4 separate regions of the Mus musculus genome follow, and regions 2, 3 and 4 are each linked to region 1. Evidence: chromatin contacts called from public HiCAR-type, HiChIP or PLAC-seq and promoter capture Hi-C data. All regions are on one chromosome and are shown on one strand. Each heading gives the region's core, a stretch centred on a gene start, on an enhancer-like site or on the middle of the called end of the contact. The rest is flanking DNA. Distances are from core to core; before and after follow the strand shown. Region 1 holds the start of Cog6 (component of oligomeric golgi complex 6). Region 2 has its middle 94 kb from the start of Gm40048. Region 3 has its middle 120 kb from the start of Gm40048. Region 4 overlaps Frem2 (Fras1 related extracellular matrix protein 2).

Evidence for each region. Promoter capture Hi-C pulls out the DNA fragments that hold promoters and counts their contacts. HiCAR-type assays count read pairs that join an accessible place to other places. HiChIP or PLAC-seq counts read pairs in DNA pulled down with a chosen protein or histone mark.
Region 2: a HiCAR-type map of fibro-adipogenic progenitors shows a contact between it and region 1, with 4 times the contacts expected there. The contact joins the enhancer-like site here to the promoter of Cog6 in region 1. A contact is called at or near these places in 1 of 39 promoter capture datasets (embryonic stem cells), 3 of 15 datasets of contacts at CTCF or cohesin (the NIH/3T3 cell line, pro-B cells and stem cell-derived epiblast-like cells), 3 of 484 Hi-C or Micro-C datasets (liver, muscle stem cells and stem cell-derived epiblast-like cells), 5 of 115 datasets of contacts at active chromatin or transcription factors (the 230-238 cell line, craniofacial prominence, fibro-adipogenic progenitors and 1 more) and 1 of 9 other capture datasets (embryonic stem cells).
Region 3: a contact with region 1 is called in a promoter capture Hi-C map of pre-B cells, with 2.2 times the contacts expected there. The contact joins the enhancer-like site here to the promoter of Cog6 in region 1. A contact is called at or near these places in 5 of 39 promoter capture datasets (the C10 cell line, the SN4741 cell line, embryonic stem cells and 2 more), 1 of 484 Hi-C or Micro-C datasets (pre-B cells), 3 of 115 datasets of contacts at active chromatin or transcription factors (the 230-238 cell line, embryonic stem cells and large pre-B cells) and 2 of 9 other capture datasets (adipose tissue and embryonic stem cells).
Region 4: a contact with region 1 is called in an H3K27ac HiChIP or PLAC-seq map of large pre-B cells, with 9 times the contacts expected there. The contact joins the enhancer-like site here to the promoter of Cog6 in region 1. A contact is called at or near these places in 6 of 39 promoter capture datasets (the C10 cell line, cranial neural crest, embryonic stem cells and 3 more), 10 of 484 Hi-C or Micro-C datasets (CD8 T cells, the CH12 cell line, LSK cells and 6 more), 3 of 115 datasets of contacts at active chromatin or transcription factors (embryonic forebrain, embryonic midbrain and large pre-B cells) and 1 of 9 other capture datasets (embryonic stem cells).

The regions. Positions count from the first base shown.
Region 1 is chr3:53,015,826-53,018,845 of GRCm38.p6, forward strand. It overlaps Cog6 (component of oligomeric golgi complex 6), which reads right to left and starts at 1,398. Exons shown (of 19, transcript NM_026225.3): 1 at 1,221-1,398. The coding sequence starts at 1,373.
Region 2 is chr3:53,300,175-53,302,874 of GRCm38.p6, forward strand. No RefSeq gene overlaps it. Among named protein-coding and RNA genes, the nearest start is that of Gm40048, 94 kb to the right of the region's middle. Within about 2 kb of position 1,442, at least 5 of the 459 cell types and tissues checked have an H3K27ac peak or open chromatin away from gene starts, as enhancers often do. A contact at or near this core is called in fibro-adipogenic progenitors, where this site is marked.
Region 3 is chr3:53,276,605-53,279,712 of GRCm38.p6, forward strand. No RefSeq gene overlaps it. Among named protein-coding and RNA genes, the nearest start is that of Gm40048, 120 kb to the right of the region's middle. Within about 2 kb of position 1,582, at least 14 of the 459 cell types and tissues checked have an H3K27ac peak or open chromatin away from gene starts, as enhancers often do. A contact at or near this core is called in the 230-238 cell line and pre-B cells, where this site is marked.
Region 4 is chr3:53,513,003-53,515,702 of GRCm38.p6, forward strand. It overlaps Frem2 (Fras1 related extracellular matrix protein 2), which reads right to left. Exons shown (of 24, transcript NM_172862.3): 24 at 936-2,700. Among named protein-coding and RNA genes, the nearest start is that of Stoml3, 26 kb to the left of the region's middle. Within about 2 kb of position 1,284, at least 12 of the 459 cell types and tissues checked have an H3K27ac peak or open chromatin away from gene starts, as enhancers often do.

The sequences.
Region 1 (3,020 bases), core at 148-2,647:
CAACAGAATTGCTTTGAACTTTAATATATTTGTTAATTTTTACAAGAAGGTAATTCCCGTTTTTCATTTAACTTTATTTTACATCCTGACCAGTTTCCCCTCCCCTACTCTCCTCACAGCCCCTCTCCCCTCCCTCCATTCCTCCTCCATTTCTGAGAAGGCAATTCTTTATGTAGTATATGTTCTGAGAGACTGTAAGTGAATTGTCAAAGTGTAGAAAGTTATAGCACCAAGTATCATGAGATAAAAATATGTACATTTATACTGGTTTGGTGCAAAAGAAACTGATTTTAGTATGCCAATTATAAATCAATAGCTCAAACACCTTTATTAATTAAAACAGAAACCTTTACAATGGACACATTTTTGCCAATGAGTTCTGGATTCTGTGAACTCTTAGGGAGCTTCCAGTTGTTTGTGAACGTGTTTTTTCCTGCACAAAGTTGTCAAGATGCTTGAAGAAGTGAGAGCCAAAGTCAGATAAATGCAGGCAAAACTTTATAGCTCGATTCACTCAAATTGCAAAGAGTGGCTTGTGTGCCTGGCAGTTGGGAGTGCTGGAGAAACGGGTCTACTATGTTGACCAGTCCTTGCAGCAGGGTTTGAAGTACTGTGGTTCACAGGGATTCAGAAAGTTTTATTCATCAGACCCGCAGCAAATTTCTCAAATCAGCGACCATGACGTTTTTGTTTTGTTTTGTTTTTTCTCGCTGTTTTGTGGACCTAAGGTCCGCTTTGAGAAGCGCTTTGTAGTTTCTTCTTGATGCTAACACTGGGCTTGTCATCCCAAGCTGTCCTACTCAGTATGGCTTTTGGTAGCATGTCACAACCCTATCTAGCCCAGGGCTTTATTTATAACTCAGCATGTTAATGTTCTGTTTTTGACACACAGGAGTCAAATTCTTGTTGACAGCTTATTTTTACTTACTTCTATCTTTACCCACGTCTTTACGGCTCCCACCTTACTGTATTCTTTTGTGCCACGTAGGCACGGCTATACCTGGCTACTCAAAGCTGCAGGGGAGACAGCCAGCTCTGATAAGAGCCGCGAAGTACTGCTCTAGACGGTTAAGGGGAGGGCGTGCGGGAAGGAGTTCAAGTAAAGGACACAGCAAGAGCGCAAGGGCAGGGCACAGCTACCCCAAAAAGCGCTTCCCTACGCCTAGGACAGCAGCAGCTTCTGCCCGAGACCAGGGGTCCGCCCCGCCCCCTCCGGTTACCTTGTCATTTTCTAGCCGTGTCTCCAGGATCTTGTGCAGCTTACGCGACAGCGGATTGTTGGGCTGCGCGGGGGTCGCACCTGCCCCATTACTGAAGCCATTGGCGGCCCCGGAGGCGGGGACCGCAGCCACCTCCCCGCTGGCGTCAGCCATCGCTGACAGACCCGGCGTAACGGAAGCACTGCGCTTGTGCACTCACTCGCGCATGCGCACACCTGGCCGCGCATGCGCACCGCGATCCGAGACGCTCTACCTGCCCGGTTTACTTTAAAATCCTGGGAGGCGAGGACACGCTCAGAAGAGATTGGAGGTTGTCTACAAAGTGAGTTCCAGGACAGCCAGGGCTATACAGAGAAACCCCTGTCTCGAAAAACTAAAAAAAAAAAAAAAAAAAAAACAAACAAACAAAAAAAACCCAACAACAACAACAACAAAAAAAAGAGGTTGGAGGTTGTAAAAGAGACTTCAGGAATCTGAATCTTGAAAAAAAAAGCCAAAGTAATAATGTAAAATATGTAAAGTAATAATGTAAAGTATATGTAAAATATGCCGAAACCAGTAGCTGGCATGCATGCATGATCAACAGAACTGATTGCAATTAAATTTCGTTTATCTGAATTCATCATTCTGAAAAGCATCAATCGAAGCTAGAGTATTTGCCAGGGCTGCTGGTGTGCACTGACATAAATAATAAACAAGACAGTAAACAGAAGGCAATGAAGAGACAGAGGAAAGAAATGAAATGCAGGCCAAAGTGGTTACTCAAGAAGGCTTGGAAGGACCTGGCCTTTAATTTCAGATTTAAAAGAGACCTAGAGCTGTGAGAAATCTCCAAATAGGAGAAAGCCTACATGTAAAGGCCCAGAAACAAGGAACTTTGCATTCTCACAAACTGACCAAAGGCAGTGTAGCTGGAAAGCAGTGGGCAAGAAAGTGTTTCTCCTGTATGCATGTGTGTATGTGTGTATGCATGCATGCATGGATGTGCACTGTATACATGCAGTCCCAGTGGAGGCCAGAAAGGGCGTCATGTCCCCCTAGAGCTGGGGTTATGATGGTTCCAATCCGGGGTCCTAAGAACTGAACCTAGGTCTTACACAAGAGCAGCTGTGCTCTTAACCACAGAGCCATCTCTTCAGCCTGCGATATCACTTTTTGATTTACAAAACACGGTGACAATTATCAATAATGGCCATACTGTGATAGTGTTAACTGATCTTTTTTATTACACCTGCAAGTTCAGATTCACATTATCGAGCTAGTCTTATTTATTGGCAGTTGCTCTGTGGTAGCAACTCTCTCGCCATAACATGTTACTGGGCACAGGCACCCAAAATTTCAAATCTCTATATACTAATTCCTGCAATCTTCTTTAATCCTTTTCAGCTACTACAGCAAAATGCTCTATACTTGGTAGCTTACAAACAATAGAAATTTATTTCTGATTGTTCTGGAGGATGAGAGGTCCAGAGTCAAGGCACCAATGGCCCTGGGTTCTGCTGGGGTCCCTTTCTGTGTTCATGGATGGACATGTTTGTGCTACTAACCTCATCTGATAGATTGGAGGGATGAGCTGGCTCTCTGAGAGCTGTCTTATAAGATCATAACTAACTCGCCCTCTTCATCTAGTCATAGCTCAAGGTTCAGCCTCCAAACAGCAGAGACCAGGAATTCTGTGTTTGCATTTTAGGGAAACACAAGCATTCAGACCACAGCACCACTCTTCCAAGGATGTCAGACCTTGTAAACCTTATCAACTTCTATATGCCTTTTATATTCTCTTCAAATAACAACTTTCTT
Region 2 (2,700 bases), core at 192-2,691, 280 kb after region 1:
ACAATAGTAACACCTAAACAGAAGCTGCCGTCGGCTCAGATGTCTCCTCCTTTCCCAGATTTATATCTGTCACAAGAACAACACAGGAAGGAAAAGACTTAGAGCCACGCTGGTTCAAAGCCCACGGAAGGAAAAGGGCTGTAAACTAACCAAATCTAGAAACTCTTTGTAATAACAGAAGTGCTAGCAAACAAAAGGAACCTCCCGGGAGCCTGAGTTGGAGATAGCCCTCATCCCAATGGCTCATAAGTTAGAGATAGCCCTAACATGCTAACGTTGAGATGGTAGATTATTTAGGGATTGGCGGTATATTTGAGATTACACCAATAAAAAAAGGAATTAACTTGTAAATTTTACTTACCCCACACAAGAATGAGATATTCTTTTAAAAGACTGGAGTTTCTTTCTAGCTTCTTTTTGACCCTGTGATTCTCTTTACTCACCCCACCATGTCTGTGTGCGTGTGTGTGTGTCTCTGTCTGTCTGTCTGTCTGTCTCTCTACCACACAGTTATATACAATGACATCATCTATTATACTAAGGAAGGTTGATTCATCAGAGTCAGCCCTGTGGTTTTTATTTATTTATTTTTGTGTGTGTGGATATTCCACCTTCTAAACAGTGAGCTAAATAAACCCTAAACCCACTTTGTTCTATTAAAGTACCATGCTTCAAATATTTTGTTATAGCACTGAGAAAAAAATAAGTTGATTCTCAGATTTTTTTTTTTACAAAGAAATTAGGCATCATTTAGGTTCTGAGAAGTTCACAGCAGAACAAAAACCATCTAAGAAAGCACAGCAAATCGAACACACGCACACTTATACCTGTTTGCTTGTGAATTACTATTAAAATGTCATCTAAACGTTTTTGAAAGGACAAAGGACAAGGGAGACAGGAGTGAAGAGTAGATATGAAGTGACCTCAGCAGTCTGGAAGCTTTAAACCGGAGAAATCAGTGATTTTTAAATGTTCTGAACCAAAGAAAGTAGAAATATAACTTAGCACTAGGGAGGGATTAATTGGAGTTTATTTTATAATTTATAGTGAATTTGTAATTAAATTAGCAATAGGGAGGGATTATAGAAATATAAACTAGCAACAGAGCAAACAGATTAATTTGAAGCCTGAATTTCCTAATGTAAATGTCCTAATGTCTCTAAAGGTGGTGGAATGGTTAACTATAAAAGCTAGAAATTGACTTTCACTTTCATGTGAACAGCAGTTAGACCAATGAGCCCTCCTTTGGCCCACATGGTAGAAAACGGTCTTCTTTTTCTATGGCAGAAGATGAGAGTGTAATCCAGGAAGAAACTGAACCAGAAACATTGGATCTTTGGGAATCAGGAAGAGCAGAGAGAGGTGACATGTAGAGAGGGGCTGCGTGGAAGTGATGGGGCTGAGCAATAGCTGGGCTCTTCTGGCTACGGACACTGCCAGTCAGGCCCATAGCCCCACCCCCATTCCCACCCCACAAGCAGCAGACCAGAAGATCCGTTTCTGGGAAAGTTGACCAGACCATTCAAAAGTCTTGGGCCAAGAGTCAGAAATACACAAACAAAGCAGCCACCGTGTTTGCAGAGCAACGCCCCCCAGAGGACCAGTCCTCTGCTCATCGACATACCAACAGCCAGAACAGCGGCTCAAAGCGTGAGCCACAGCGAACTGAGCAATTCCCCTCAGACGGCAAGGGAAAATAAGTTTTTATTTTGAATTTATTGCCATTTAAGTGTGAGGTTAGGAGGAAGACACAATAAAATGTTTTTAAGGCCTCAAAACATCGTCTGATAGGCTTTGTCATAAGGTCCTAGCAGCAGTTGCTGCTTCAGCAAACCAAAGTGAGCCAAGTGAGAAACAGAGTTCTGGGAAGAAGCCAAGAGGATTATGGGACTCGGAGGTGGTAACAACGTTGTCACTCCAGCTAAGGAGCAGTCCCTGAGAAAAGCAGGTCTGACTGCGGCAGGAGAACAGACAGTTCTGGAGAGAAATCAAAACAGAAAAGCTATGCCAGAGAGCATACAGCTAATTCAGAGGGAGTTTGTTCCATTCGCCCTTGATACATTATTGACATGGTAAATTAAGCAAACAAAACCAATCACCTATGACTCCAGGCAACAAAAGAAGTTGTTAAGGAGTAGGTTTGTCAGTATCCTCTGATTATACCAAATACCTAAGCCCTACTTACAAAGAGAAAAGACTTAGTGTAGGTTTATTCAGAGGGTTTTGTCCATATTGATCGGCATCACTCCGGCCCTGTGACATACATCATGGTAGAAATATATGATAGGCCCAAACTGTCAGTCTTATGGCTGGAGGGCCAAAGAGAGGAGAGGAAATGACTGGGCTCCCATTACTGAAGCCTTTCCGGTAGGCTCTACTTCTCAAGGAACCTGCCATTTCCTCCCAATTCTTTAAGGAACTAAAAGAAATTACCAAGGCTTCCGGAAATCACAGCCGGGTGGACCATGTTCGTGATGTCAGCAAAAGGAGGCTGAGGCAGAGAGAGCACCACAGCTTTGAGGCAGGAGGATGGCCATAAGTTCAAGGCCAGTCTGGCTTACATAGCAAGTTCACAGAGTGAAGCCTTATCTTGAGAAGCCAAAATGAGTTAATAGCTCCTAAAGATAGCTTTAAAAATAGTGGAAATTTGGCCTGAGAAGGGGATTGGCCACAAGGAAGAATGGAATAGAGAAACATTTT
Region 3 (3,108 bases), core at 332-2,831, 260 kb after region 1:
TTCCTCAGATAGATCTCCAGTTCCTTGTGTTTTAGCATACAGTCATCATCTGCGCCATGACACTGGCCTGGCCTTCAGGTGACACAGACAAGAAGCCTGCCCTTCTGGAACTTCTCTCCCAGCAGACTGCTGATCCTGACAATCTGTTCCTTTTATCATATTTCTTTTGAATTTTTTGATCTTTTTGGTTGTTTGTTTGTTTGTTTAAGATCTCTTCCTCCTCAGGTGTCAGCTTGGCCCCTTGCTTGCAGCCCAGGGTCAGTGCATAGTGTGACTGGTACCACTGTCAGTACTGTGTGCCATCAGTAAGCACAATGCAATTGTTCACCAGGGTCTTGGTGCAGACCGGCTCGTTATGGGGTGCATGGTAGACAATATTAATAATCTTTGCTTTGTAAGTAAAACACGCATAGCCCTAGGAAAAGTTCCCCAAGTTCCATCTCAGGGCACAGTACTCCTTCTTGCTTTCTGGAACTCAGACTGCATGTATATCCTGAGGGACAGGCCATCCCAGCTCATACTTTCCATTCCTGTGATAGGGCTTTCTCTTACCTTAGTCATGTGGCACTTCTGCCGGCTGCCCTGAGAGATGCCCAGTGCTAGGTGTTGGCTGGAAAGAGTAGTTATATTTTTCAATTTGTTCCTTGTCACAAAACTAGGAACTCTGAGAGAACAAACTATCTGATTTGTTTTTACTGTGGTACCCTTAAGCACAGCACTGTGGATAACAAATATCAGAACCAACAACATTTTCTGGTTAAATTTGTTTTTTGCTTCAAAAATTCTCAGCCAGACTTTTATGCCTGGCTTCCTTGATTTGTCTGATTGTTACAATTCAGATTCTCAGTGGCATAATCCTGTAGATGACATTGAAGGAACAACCCCAGCTATGAAGACTGGGTCATGAATCCATCGCAAGGGCCACTCACAAATAAACTACATTTAGATCATAAAGAGGAAGGAAAAGAAAGAAAGTAACTCCTCCTTGGAACTAAGTCATTCATTGGCAACAGTTCATGGATGTCTGAAAGGTAGACCTTCTTTGATTCTGTGGTGTAGCTGTGTGAGAGAGACCTGTACAATTGACAGAGTAATTGGATTTTGAATCACTTAAAAGCTCCGACCTCTGTCTTGTCCCTCCCACTTCTAAGCCATTTATTTTCTTTGATAGTTCCTGATTATTTCGTGTCCTCTTTTTTTAAATGTATTTTGAGATCTTTGTTTCTATTTCAGAGCACCATAATTTGCACCTGCAAATGAGGAGATAACATGGTGAGAGAGTTCACTGATTTGAGATTAAAATCCCAGGTCTCCCCTCACAATCTGTTAACAAGGAGAGATTACTCATCTGCTCTCAGTCTTGACTGCTTTGTTTGTAAAACTGTAGCAATCCTATTTGTTATATATAACAGTGAAGTAAATGAAATAAAATATGTAGAAAGGTCTCAACACAAAGTGTGGCACTTACTAAAGGCTAAGTGGTTTTTATAATAATGATTTTCTTTTCTTCTGTATCCACTGGTGCATAAAGCCTTTCTGGAAGTCTAAGAAACTACTTCCTGCCCAGTGACCCATGATGCCTGTCTCAACAGATGTCAACTGATAGACAGTTCTCCATGGTACACAGGGTTAGAGCTGAGTTCTTCCCGCCCTCAGTGCTATCCGTTACTGCAATATCACATGTGCAAGTGTGCAAGTGTACAAGTTTGCAAATGTGCAAGTGTGATACACCTCAGCCTACATTTCCAAGCTTTCTTCAAACCACACTCTTCCTGTCCTGCAAACAGCCACCACTTGGCAATTCAAGACTAAAGATAGGCTGCCCTTTTGCTGATCTGACAGCGATATGAACCTTTAGAATGTCCAACAGGGACTTTTATGTTCCCAGGAACGTGGTTAGAGAAACATGGTATAACTGGATACCTTGGAATTCTACCCCTACCCCGTGTGTGTGTGGGTACAGCTGGAAGAGACTGGAGCAAGGGGATCCAAAAGCAGAGTTCAGGCTAGAGCTTAATTTATCTGGGGTCGGTAATGCTTGGTCTCTCTAGGCAGCCAGAGTCCCTTCTGTCTGATACTCTTAGCAATGCCAGTGTTCCTGGGCATAGGGGCTGGCCTCTCCCACCAAGGCCTTGGAAGCGACCAGGAAACCTCATAGCTTCTGCTGAGCATGTCAGAGCTGTTCCAGCATTAACTGATGCAGACTTCCTGTGGTGCCCATTCCTCAAATGTCCACTAGACCCTTCTCATAACTCCTCCCCTTTGATAACATCTCTTTCCCTTAACATTTGCTAGGTGGACACTTAAATAACATGAAGATCAAGTCAAGCATGGGGGACCAGAGAAGAATCTCGGGATTAACAGAAGGAGAAGAGATCCGCTGTAGTCCAGTACCCTTGGATTAAACCCTGAAGATCAGCACCCTCCTCCTTCCCTCAGGATACAGTCTGTGGTCCCTCTGCTTTAAAATCTGCGGCTCTATTCACAGTAGTTGCTCACCTTTTATTGCTGAAAAGCTTGGCCTATGACTACACAAGACTAGGGATGAAGTGGTACCTTGTTGAGAGGATTTTTTTTTTTAAAGAAATAATTCGGCAAGAAAAATAGCCATGAGCATAATTCAATAAGCAAACTCGCGGTGAGGATGAAGCACATGCAGAAGGTCATAAAACTTCCCAGCAAAGGAAATCAATGTCTTTAAGTATGATTTGTCATTTGGAATTTGGAGTCTAAGCCACAGTGCCTTCCCTGGGGTACGAGCATTTAGTGCTAGACAAAGAAGATTAGCTTTCTTTCCTACAGAGCAGAAAGAAGTATGCTTTTCTGGTGAGCCCAGCAAGGAGGTCCCTGGGGATGGCCTCGCTAATTAGATAGTTCAGTTGGACTGGTGCAGTACTCATATAGAAGTATACATAAGGGGCTAGAGAGATGGCTCAGAGGTTAAGAGTTGTGGCTGCTTTTCCAGAGATCCTGAGTTCAATTCCCAGCACCTTATAGGTGGTAGCTTACAACCATCTATAAGATCTGGTTCCCTCTTCTGGTGTGCAGGCATACACGCAGGGAGAAAACTGTATAAATAATAAATAAATATTTCCTAAGTATACATAA
Region 4 (2,700 bases), core at 34-2,533, 500 kb after region 1:
AGATCCCTTTGCTGCTGCTGCCTCCTGAGTGCTGAGATTGAAGGTGTGAGTCGCCATGCCTGGCTTTACATGGGTTTAAATGTTAACTTTGAAACGGCTGTGCTGGGAAAGAGTTTATAGTAAGGTGGCTGGATAGAACTTTTTGCTTCGCACAGGCGCTTCCTTGATTCTGAGCATACACAGAGTCCTTACAAATGACAGGCTGTGGGGGCAGGGAGGGGGGAGGGCAGCAGACGTCATACTAGGCTTGCTTTGAGGTTAAAAAAGAAAGAGTGGAATCTAATGATAATGTTCTAAGAAGTTTCATTGTGGGACACAGATAGATACACACATGGCCCTGTTTGCTTGTCTAGAAGAAGCTCTGTTCACCTCCCTCCAAAGACAGAGCCTTACTTGATTACCAGTTGCCTGAGGGCAGGGTGAGTGGCCTGGTTTCTAGCCGTTAGTCAGAATGGATGATCAAGAGGACAGTGCTGGTGGGGGCTGTGACTCTCCCTATGTGGGAGACTGAGGCAGGAAGACTGAAAGTTCAAGGCCAGCCAGAGCGAAAGAGCAAGTTCACAGCTAGTCTGGGCTAAACAGTATCAAGCCAAAACCTTAAGAAAGGGTTGTACTGTAGATCAGAGGTAGTGCCACCCACCGTGTATGTGTGAGTCGTAGGTACCATCCCCAGTACTGAACACTGTATTGTGTATATTTTCCTGTGAAGCCATTGCTCCAGTCCTGTTATTCATGGGTTTTAATGTTTTGTTGCTTGTATGCTTAGGAGGGCCACTGATGCTAACATTTATCTTTGCTTTTAATACCAACCAAATGTTGGTCTTTATCAGGAGGTTTGGAGGAAGTCAAGAACTAGAGTTGACTGCCTATTCTCTATGGGAAATTACTTCGAGTATTTGTTCTCAAAATATCATAATATTAAAAAAACAAAATACTGAAAACAAAGACTTACTTTATTTAAAAAACATTTTTTTTTCTTATTGAAAAGATTTTTAAAACGATTACTGTATTTTAAGCCACATATTTAGTAAATAGATACTTTTAAAATTATGAAAAAAAAATACCAGTAAGAGGAGGAAGAAGAGATGGGAGAGAGAGAAAGAATACTGACATTTCCTATTGCAGGAGGCTAGGCTTATCTTGTACTTAATATAACATCTAACTTATAGACAATAGCTTCAATAGAACAATGCACAGCCGAGTGAGATTTGGCATAGACGCATCCTGGTCACAATATATGATAATGTGCCATTCGTTGCTATATTCACTTCCTGAGCTGAAGGCCACAGGGCAGTCAGGCTTGGAAGTGCTCAACCACTAGAAACAGCAAGCCAGTTGAGAACAATTGCTCTGACTATCTTCAGAAGATGAACTGAAAGCTAAGCAGTGGAAGTTCCTATACTGTTGGCAACATGGTCATTCCCAAATTCTGAGGTAGCCAAACATGGAGCTAAGGGTCTGCTGGAGGTAAAACAAAGAAAGGATGATAATGAACCACTCCATCTGATAAGTGGACCCCTGGGCTGACAACGCTTTCTGCCCCTGTGAGTCAGTCCCCTGGGGGACACTTGTGCTATAGATAGGACTCGCTAAGCTCCCCAACAGAAGGGTGCTACAGTGTGTCTCATCTCTTGAAAGACACTGGATGGAGAGGGAAGCAGGCAACAGGCATTTCTCCTTCAGGACCAGTGCAGCTTCCCTTTCTCAGTCAAGATATGGTTGGTATTCACAGGCACCTACTGATAGACAGGCTGGCACTCACAGGCACCCACTGATAGACAGGCTGGCACTCACAGGCACCCACTACTCACTGATAGACAGGCTGGCACTCACAGGCACCCACTACCCACTGATAGACAGGCTGGCACTCACAGGCATCCACTACCCACTGATAGACAGGCTGGCACTCATAGGCACCCACTACCCACTGATAGACAGGCTGGCACTCACAGGCACCCACTCCCCACTGATAGACAGGCTGGCACTCACAGGCACCCACTGATAGACAGGCTGGCACTCACAGGTTGATACCCACTGACATACAGGAATGACCTGAGATGAAGTTTGCTTCCGAGTATCTCCATTCTACCAGGATGGTTCAGCTTGGCCAGGGTGTGGCTGAAGCGTGAGGGGCTTCATGCAGCCTTTGAGGGCTATGTGAAGGCATTCATTTTGGTATAAATGTATTCACTGGGTTTTAGGAAATGGCCATTACTCTGCTGAAGTGTTCCTGTTCTAAACAGAATTTCTAACATACTCTTCTGAAGAGGTTTTTACACAGTGAACGATCAAAGTGACAGAACACAGATAAGGTCCCAGAGGGCAACCTCATAGCACCGGCTCGCTGAACTGGGGGAGGCCAGACAGAGATGTTCTCTTCCTGGATCACTGAAGAGAATGATTGACAGCCATGGCCACCTCCAAGTCAATTTCTGGAGTGACATGTCTAGAGAGATTCCCATTATTTAGAGCAGATTTTAGCCTAATACAATTTCCTGTGGCTGATATAAGCTCCGGATGGTGTCGTGCGGCTGTTCCTCTAAGACTAATCTCATTTGCCATCACTGTTCTAGAAAACGCGCCCAAGAGGCATTCTGGTGGTCCAAAGCATGTTAATAAATATCACTCTCACCCTTCACCATTGGTAAAGCTGTTTCTCACTATGCACGGGTTCAATACTGTAAACATCTAGGCTCAGTT